Linked DNA regions of Salmo salar: region 2 is linked to region 1. A link is a contact called in public Hi-C data. All regions are on one chromosome and are shown on one strand. The core of a region is the stretch at or near the end of the contact, and the rest is flanking DNA. Distances in the headings are between cores, read along the strand shown.

Region 1 (4,701 bases), core at 1,103-3,602:
AAATTACACCACACCTATCTGTTCTAATTAAAATGAGTTTCACATTGAAAGATGTGAATCGGTAGAATTCTATATAGTTGAGCATCCACACCACATACCCTGAACAGTAGAACAAACATGTCTCTCATTAGGAATCACATCAGCTCTCATCATTGCATTTCTATCTGTAACATTCTTAAATGTATTGCTGAAACATGGCCCAGGTGGTAGTGTTGCTTCTGATAGAAACATACCCAGATCATGGTTGCCATATTCTCAGAATATCAAAAATGTGTTTACTTAGAGTAGCATGTCTGTACTTTCTCACATTTGCCCTTTAAGCATTGAGGATGCCAGTTATGCAAAAACAATACACAACAGTGTTTCAAAAACAGATTCTGTTCCAAAAACAGAATCACTCGGGAACAGTGTTGGGTGTAACATATTACTTACATGTGTAACGGAGTAATAAGCTCTTGTCTTTAAATATTGTAATATTAGTTACTTTTTCAACCCGTATATTACTTTGAAGCATATCTCTACCGCCATGTTATATAAGGTATACATGTTTAATGCCTTGTCTCATGGTAACGGAATTCATGCTGTAGGCTAACTTGTTTCCAATAGGCTATCGTAAAGCACGAAAATCAAAGAAAGATGGCAGCTGTTACCCTGTTTAACCTTTTCCTTGTGGAAATGCTCCCATTATTTTTTGTTTAATCGAGGAGATCAGTCAAATACAAACTCTGGAAAGTTCGTCCGGAAACACCACATCAAACTTCAAAGAACATCTTGAGGTCGTGCACAAAGCTGGTAGCCAAAGTTCTACAAATGCGTGAAATAGGAGAAATCTACACAGTGTACAAAACATTAGGAACACCTTCCTAATATTGCGCTGCACCCCCTTTTGCCCTCAGAACAGCCTCAATTCGTCAAAAGTTCATCGAAAGCATTCAACAGGGATGCTGGCCAATGTTGACTCCAATACTTCCCACTGTTGTGTCAAGTTGTCTGGATGTCCTTTGGGTGGTGGACCATTCTTGATACACACAGATAACTACTAAGCGTGAAAAACCCAATTCTTGACACACTGAAACCGGTGCGCCTTCCACCTACTACCACACCCCGTTCAAAAGCACTCTCTGAATGGCATACATACACAATCCATGTCTCAATGCCTGTCACCTCCCCTTCATCTCCATTGATTTGAAGTGTATTTAACAGGTGTCATCAATAAGGGAACATAGACTGACCATGTGAATCCAGGTGAAAGCTATGTCATGGAAAGAGCGGGTGTTCCTAATGTTTTGTTAACTCAGTGTATCGGTCTGGACAATCTATATACCAAAAATGATTAAGATCTGATTATTTGAACGTGTATTCACTTCACTTGATGTGTGAAATGTGTAAAAAAAACATTGACCTCATGTGTCCAAAGACTAAATATAGTAAAATATAGAAACAGCTGTAGTTCAAACAACGTGTTAAATCATAATTGGCACAGGTCAAATAACAATACTATGATTTTAAACAAATACATTCTGAAAAGTATTTTAAAATACATATGCTGAAGTCATTTTAATGATTTTTAAAAAATGTTCTCAAAGTCCCAACTTTGATTGACAGTAGAAGAATGATTGTCATTATCTAAATATTTCAATGTGGCCTGTGTAGACACTTGTACTATGTTGACACCAAATTTCATGCAATAACACCAAACATAATTTGTTCAGTGGTGCATTTTGATATTGTATTAAATGCCGTACAAGGACGTGAATGGGTTAATACACATTGAAATGAATAAACAGGCTAATGATGAGAATCATGACTCCGTTTTACAAAATCAGTCTAACGTTACTGGATGGAAATCTGATGTGTTGTTTTATGGTATCAGGGCAGTCTGTCTATGTTGACGTAATATTTCATGATGTTAATATTTTTGACATTTTCAATAATTAATACATTCATAATTCAATGTTTCTCTCTAACATAATTATTTTCCACAACAGTAAATTTCCACATGCAGTTATTTATGTCAATATTACATATTCTAGTATCTCAGTAATGGTTTCAGTAAATGAAAGTCATATTTCATTGTCACAATGTAGGCTTACAAGTAATTTCTTCATTCTTACATCTGTTAACTGGGAAAAGCCATAAAAACCACTTACCTGTAACAAATATGGTTTAGTATGGTTTAGAAACTCTGCCAGTACTTTCCATGAAATGATTTTCTCTTCTGCTAGGCGGACTTAATCCACAGGACGGCACTATTGCATTGCACAGATCTCTTCTGTCCAGCTCACACACGCATTTCCGGTTTCATCTCCATGCGGTCTCCTGACTTATTTTTCTTCCTTTGACCTCCTGCATCAAGAGTGTGCAGTCATGGTACGTTATCGCCACCAATTGCTAATTTGTAATCTGAAACTATTTAAATGTATTTAAGATAGTTTATATTGTATGTAGGAGATAATGTGTTGCAACTATTGTTCTCCCTCACGTTTCATACGAGCCAGTTGATTGTGGCCCAAGAGCCTATTAACAGGAATTAGCTAGCGAACGTTAGTTTAGCAAACACTTCCAATGCAATGTGGTTTAGCTACTTGGCAACTAGCTAACGTTACTGAAGTTGCTAAAACGCAACGGAGCATATGTTACAGCGGAGAGAAGCCTTAACTATAGTATCTTTGGTACAGTCATTTACTTCGTTTTGTATCATGTATCTAGGTAAACGTACCGAAGACCCGCAGGACTTACTGCAAGAAATGTAAGAAACATCAAACTCACAAAGTTACCCAGTACAAGAAGGGGAAGGATTCTCTGTATGCACAGGGTAAGTTTGCTATAGTCTAACCACATATAGAACAATGAGGCAGATATTTCACAGGATGTATAAATGTGAATCATCCGCATTTTGTTTCCACTCACTACCAAATATGGCACTGAGAGGAAGCCCAGTGGCCTGCAGTGGGAGAAGATGGAAATTGGCCTGGCCGACATCCTGAAAATTCTCATCCATGAAACATTTGACTTCAATAGTAGTTATCTGTTCCCACAACTATAATCTGTTATGAACAGAGTCGACTACATTTTGTGTACTTTACCTTTTGCCAAAGTAAAAAAGTGTTATTTAGAAGTGCGAAGGCAAATTGAGTTATTGCACATGCACCTCACAGGGTAGGCAGTCCCTAATGGATATATGCAGATGCATGCTAGAAAGGGCCAGTAGGATCTGCTTGGCTCTGCCCTCCTTGAATATGCCAAATATGATTAATTTGTTCCCATTGGAAACGACAGGCTGTGGTCTATCTTGGTTTAGTTATAAAAAATCTTTGGTCTAACGTTACTTCGCTTTCCCTGTCTGCTTGAACATTCACATGTATTTATTATGTGTGGTATCGACCTTCCATGCATTTATCAGGTAACTGTCTTTCAGGCAAAAGGAGATATGACAGAAAGCAATCTGGTTATGGTGGCCAGACCAAGCCTATTTTCAGGAAGAAGGTATGGAAGAATCATAATGAGAAAAGATTTACAAATTCAACTTGTCTTCCCCTCCTACAGATGGGACATGTTTGTTTGCAAATTGCCACTGTCTTCTGTTTTAGTTTCCATGTCAATACTCAGTCTACTAGTCAGCACATAAATCATTTCCATCTTTTTATGTTACTTGCTCAAACACTTGTGATTTCTCCCGCAGGCTAAAACTACAAAGAAGATCGTGTTGAGGCTGGAGTGTGTGGAGCCCAACTGTCGGCAGAAGAGAATGGTGCCCATCAAGAGATGCAAACACTTTGAACTGGGAGGAGACAAGAAGAGAAAGGTAAACATACTGGTTCTCCTCAGTTTTGAGAGCCAGCAAACTTGGCTTCTACTCGAAGCCTAATGGAGAGCATTGCTTGGAAATAAGGGAATAGGCAGACGGTGGTTTTAATGAGATTGACACTAATACGATTGAGTTAACCTCTTGGGGCTAGGTGGGACGCTAGCGTGCCACCCGTGGTGCACTCCATCAACAGCAGGTGCATTTCAAGAGCGGCAAATTTGAATCCAAATAAATGTCAAAATTAAAAATTTTCAAAAATACAACTATGTTACACCATTTGAAAGATAAACATCTCCTTAATCTAACCACGTTTTACGATTTCAAAAAGGTTTTACGGCGAAAGCATAAATTTAGAGTATGTTAGGACAGTACATTTACAAGAGTTGTGTGTAATGTTTTGTCAAGTCAAAGACAGGGTCACCAAAACCATAAAACCAGCTAAAATGATGCACTAACCTTTTACAATCTCCATCAGATGACACTCCTAGGACATTATGTTAGACAATGCATGCATTTTTAGTTCTATCAAGTTCATTTTTATATCCAAAAACAGCGTTTTACTATGGCATTGATGTTGAGGAAATCGTTTCCCTCCAATAACCGGCAGTCAAGTCAGCGTCAGAAATTAAATAATTAAAATTAGAAAACATTGTTAAAATATTATATTGTCATTTAAAGAATTATAGATTTACATCTCTTGAACGCAATCAACTTGCCAGATTTAAAAATAACCTTACTGGGAAATCACACTTTGCAATAATCTGAGCACTGCGCCCAGAAAAATACGCGTTGCGATACAGACTAGACGTCATGTTGGGGAGATCTAAAATCGAAAATACTATGTAAATAATCCATTACCTTTGATTCTCTTCATCAGATGTCACTTCCAGGTA
Region 2 (4,701 bases), core at 1,507-4,006, 180 kb after region 1:
AAGACACACATTGAGTTCTGCTGTCATTTAGCCAGAGGAAACAACCACCCAAAGGAACCGTCTACATATGAGTATGTTAAATTTGTCGGAGATTTGAAGTTTCATAACAATGGTGAGTGTTTTTGTTTTTCTTCCTCCAGCTCACTTGACATTGGAATGTTGTGTAATACTTTGCAATGTTTTAGTTCCCAAGTCTTTGTTTCCTTGACATATTCACATAACAACAGAAGTGACTTTCCCTGTCAGCAGCCAGAACTATTGATTATCATCTGTATTTTATGTGCCATTTCATCTTTTAGCTACTGACTGAGCTACAAACTGATAAAAAGACACTTAACTATGTAGTTATATTTATAAGGCCAACCTTTGCATTCTATTAAGTTTGGAATGAAGATTTGTGCCATAAACCAGATATTATGTCATGAAAACTTACTCAAGACATAAAGCAGGCAGACAATCAAACAGGTTTTTAAACCGTTTCAGAACTGCATATCTCATTGTGGATCATTATTCAAATATCAGGCTAATTGACTGGAAAATTAGACGTATGAGGAAATGTTTCCCTCTCCTCTGAAATGACACTCCGTATTGTTGGGTATTTCCATACTCTTTAAAGTGCGGGACTTCCAGTCATTTGAATAGCATAATGCCATTGTAAGGCCACCCGAGTGTGTGTTGAGATGGAAAGATTATGTAAAGATATTTGGCACTCGTAGAATAACCCCACACAGCCAATCATAGATTTTTTTGTGTCTGATTTGCCATTACCCTCGACTCTTAGCTGGAGATCACTACTCCAGTCCTCAGGGGCCACAGTCCTGCTGATTTTCCTTTCTCCAATTAGTGTGTGATTAAAGCGGCAAGGACAAAAACCCCTGCACACACTGATGTGGCCAGGAAACACAGTTGACTTTGTTTCACAGCGCCTACGTCCTCTTGTAACAGATATACCTGTGTGGGGTTGATGGTTATCACTCATAGTGTCTATAACATACCGTTGTAATACACCTAATGGATTGTAGTTGTTCATTCATATTTGCTATTCCTACATCCGTCCTCTGGTGAGATATTTAGAAGTGAATGTTGTTTCTGTTGTTTCTGACTCACAGTGCCTACATCCTCTTGTAACGGGTTTGATTTGACATTACCAAGAACCCTGCCGTCGTCGCTGGAAGAGCAGGTCTGCCTTGTTGCCACTGTACGATTAGTCACTCCGCAATTTTTAAAGGTAAGATCATGTTTCTTTTTCTAAATCTTTGCTGATTCTATTTGAGAACATACAGATGGTTTATGTTTGTGGATATTACGTGTAAAGAACGGTGGAAAAGTGTTGAAGAAAATAGTACATTTTGAAAATCCTGTTTTAGAGGCCTGTTTTAGAGGTTTTTGCATTGTGAATCTTCATATTATATGCATGTAAAGTCATGTACTTATTGAGTCATGAAAGAGTAAGACATCACAAAACAGTTCTGAGATCTGGGACTTGAATAATACTCCATATGTCAGAAGTATACATTTTGAAGATAGAACCTTATAATTCCAAGTCCTTGACTTCCAAGTCCTTGATATCTTATGCGATGGCCCTCTTTTGCAACCAGTTTTGCAGAAGAATGGCTCTGGCTAACATAAATATAGGTACCTTGGAGAGGTACCAAGGCCCATTGGAGAGTAATTGTTGTTTTGTCTGATATCGTTCTATATGTCAATACGAAAACTTCCCATAGAATGAATATTTCACCAAAAAATATAAACTTTGCACATTTCATGGATAACTAGCAAATAGTTTGCTTACTATGGGCATCAGAGACCAGACAATTATTTAAGTTTACTGATACAGATGTAAGCTTCAGCAATGTTCCTAGTTATTTGTCATTTTAGTGAACTATATCTTTAACAAATATATGGTGAACATGAATTAATGTACTTGATAATGTGGTTTGAAGAAGTGTATTCTCTTCATTTATAAATTACTTTACTTTTCTATGAAATAACCTTTTTACTCAACCCAGATCCACTTTTGAGAAAAACAATGTTACAATTACAACCCCCTCCCCTAAAAAAAAACACATTTACAAATGTCCCAGGATTTTGATACTCTGTACTCTTACCTTTAAGGTGAGGGACTTCATGAGGAATTCATCACTGCAAAACAGTTCTGATGCTTTGATGCTCAATAACTCAAATCTAGACTTTTCGCAGATAGAACTTTTTATAATTCCAGGACTGGTCTTAAATGTATATTTTTGTTTCTTTGACCAGGATTTGTGTAATGTGGAAGGTCCCTGTGATGAATTCACATCCAGACACAGCCTTGAATGGAAGTTCCTGTTCTTAGATCACAGGTAAAAGGAGCTGAGAAACATTAACATCTTGTCTTCCATCTGTTATCAGTCTTTAATTTGATAAGTTTCATAGCCTTATTGAAAGCTACACTATCATCGATGCCCATCTACTGACATCCTCTGGGCTGCACATCTTTAACACTACAGGAACACATAGAATCAAGAGGACAACTGCTGTTCTCTCCTTTCCTTATGTTGGCATTAACATGATATTGTTGTTTGTAAACTCTGTTAACTGGTGTGTCATACTGCCACGCTGTGTGTCCCTTGGTTACGTGCCATCTGATTGGCTTTGGGTGATCAGGCTCAGTGATCAGCAGACTGCTGCTGCTGCTAGTAGCGTGACTGACTGATTGTGCTAGTTTCCACCGTGTGGCCGGGCCTCCTCACCCAGAAAGGCCTTTAAACCTGCTGCCATGCCCTGGATAGTGACAGGGATCCCCAAGATTAGTCTGCAACACCAAGTGATAACGGCCCAGTAAGAAACAGCCCAGACTGCTACGTTCTATCATTCATGACACCAGCGCTGCAGTATCAAATCCATTAACATTTGTTTTTTCACGTTTATTCTATTACAGACACATTAATGCATACATTTCAAATATATTATGTGAGTCAAACATAAAATAGAAAATTAACAAATATATAAAAACATTTTCCTTAAAGTATAATTTTTTTGCAAAGACTAATGTTAATGTCCCCACTACAACAACAAAAATACATGTAATTTTGTCTCTGAAACATTTCATTGAATTACTGTAGAATTCCATTCATTCCTATGTACGTCTGCTTCTTCTGGGGAGTGCCAATATGGCGAACCGGTGGCTTCAAAGCCTCTCATTGGCCAATACAAAGCATCAGAAATCCAGGGTTTATATATTATTGGGTAAAACCAGGGGAGGAAATTGTACGTTGTGTCCTCTGCTGAGCTATAATTGGACATTCACAGCTCCTTGCCAAACTACTGTGCTATGTGCTGGGTTACAAGAATGGCTGCCTCCATAATGTGACCTGCATGCCATTCAGAATTTGGCTTATGGGGGCCTAGGCTAAATGGATTTAACTGAGCATTGATGAATGAAACACATCAGGTGAGCCAAAATCAAGTCATAATCATAGCTGTGATTATACGACATTGCCATGTTTATGCATTTTTGAGGCATGAGAAACGTCACACTCGCTCAGCCCTAACCAATTTAGAGAGGTGATATTCTGTCAATGTGTTATATCTGAATGCATAAGATGAGATTCTATTGCCCTGTGTGCTTGAGACAATACAGACTTGTTAGGTTTATTTAATCGTAATGTTTATGAATTTTTCAATGTATTCGTCAAGGTAGTTATGGAAGTTATTCTCTCCAGGCTATAAATTGGTAAATTCCGACAAAATAAAAACTGTAGTTGTTGTCCCAGTTTAACCAGTCTGTTGTTGTCATAAAACATAGTTGTTTAATATCTTGATTATTGTCTCTCTTCAGAGCTTCACCAATCATCGGGTACTTGCCCTTTGAGGTTCTTGGGACTTCTGGCTATGATTACTATCATGTGGATGACTTGGAGCTTATAGCGCGGTGTCATAAGCAATGTAAGCAACTCTCTCCACGTTCTCTCTCTTTCACCCCCCCCCCCCCCTCTCCTACCCTATCTCGCTCTCCCTCACTACCACAGGATCCAGGCAGCCATTTCACAGAAATAGGTCATCCTGCTGTAGTTACATTTCTATTTCTGCTTCACCAATGAGCATAAAAAGCCTGGAACTATGAGGCTGCTTAGAGTTTTTCACCCCTGCCCTGATGTTTTAGGATGACGCAAACTGCTCCTACCTTGTACACTGTGAACTAGGGCAGTGTGCTGTAGTGGTTTGTATATGCCTGACTGCTGAAAATATCCCTCTGTGTTGTGTTGTGTTGTCTTCACAGTAATGCAGTTTGGAAAGGGTAAATCCTGCTACTATCGGTTTCTAAGCAAGGGTCAGCAGTGGATCTGGCTCCAGACACACTACTACATTACATACCACCAGTGGAACTCCAAGCCAGAGTTCATAGTGTGCACTCACACAGTCGTCAGGTAAACCTAATTCCTCTGTCTCTCTCTGTTATGTTTGGTATTGTATACTCTGACGCCCCCTGATGGTGAGAAAGTTATCGCCTCCCTATAGTTCAAGATCAGTCTCGTGTAGAGCTATTGAACCTTATCTACTGAATTAGGGGTCTGTGGTATCTGTCTGTTATTTGATATTGTAAATTTAGGATGAATATAAATGTGAAAGCTTGACTTATGGGCAGATAATTTGACATTTGATCTTTCTTTCTATTGCACTCTTTCACGGACTTGTAGTTATGCGGAGGTGCGAGCGGAG

What was found. Hi-C and Micro-C count contacts between places; a contact is called where the count stands out from the background.
Region 2: a contact with region 1 is called in a Hi-C map of muscle, with 4 times the contacts expected there. The contact joins the enhancer-like site here to the promoter of LOC100194650 in region 1. A contact is called at or near these places in 2 of 3 Hi-C or Micro-C datasets (gill and muscle).

The regions. Positions count from the first base shown.
Region 1 is chrssa04:47,838,716-47,843,416 of Ssal_v3.1, forward strand. It overlaps LOC100194650 (ribosomal protein L36a-2), which reads left to right and starts at 2,353. Exons shown (of 5, transcript NM_001139734.1): 1 at 2,353-2,370; 2 at 2,710-2,815; 3 at 3,419-3,486; 4 at 3,683-3,805. The coding sequence starts at 2,368.
Region 2 is chrssa04:48,020,030-48,024,730 of Ssal_v3.1, forward strand. LOC106603298 (neuronal PAS domain-containing protein 2) reads left to right here. Exons shown (of 21, transcript XM_045717031.1): 8 at 1-112; 9 at 1,110-1,228; 10 at 2,260-2,342; 11 at 3,821-3,927; 12 at 4,262-4,409; 13 at 4,680-4,701. Among protein-coding and RNA genes, the nearest start is that of radx, 22 kb to the right of the region's middle. Within about 2 kb of position 2,757, at least 1 of the 13 cell types and tissues checked has an H3K27ac peak or open chromatin away from gene starts, as enhancers often do. A contact at or near this core is called in muscle, where this site is marked.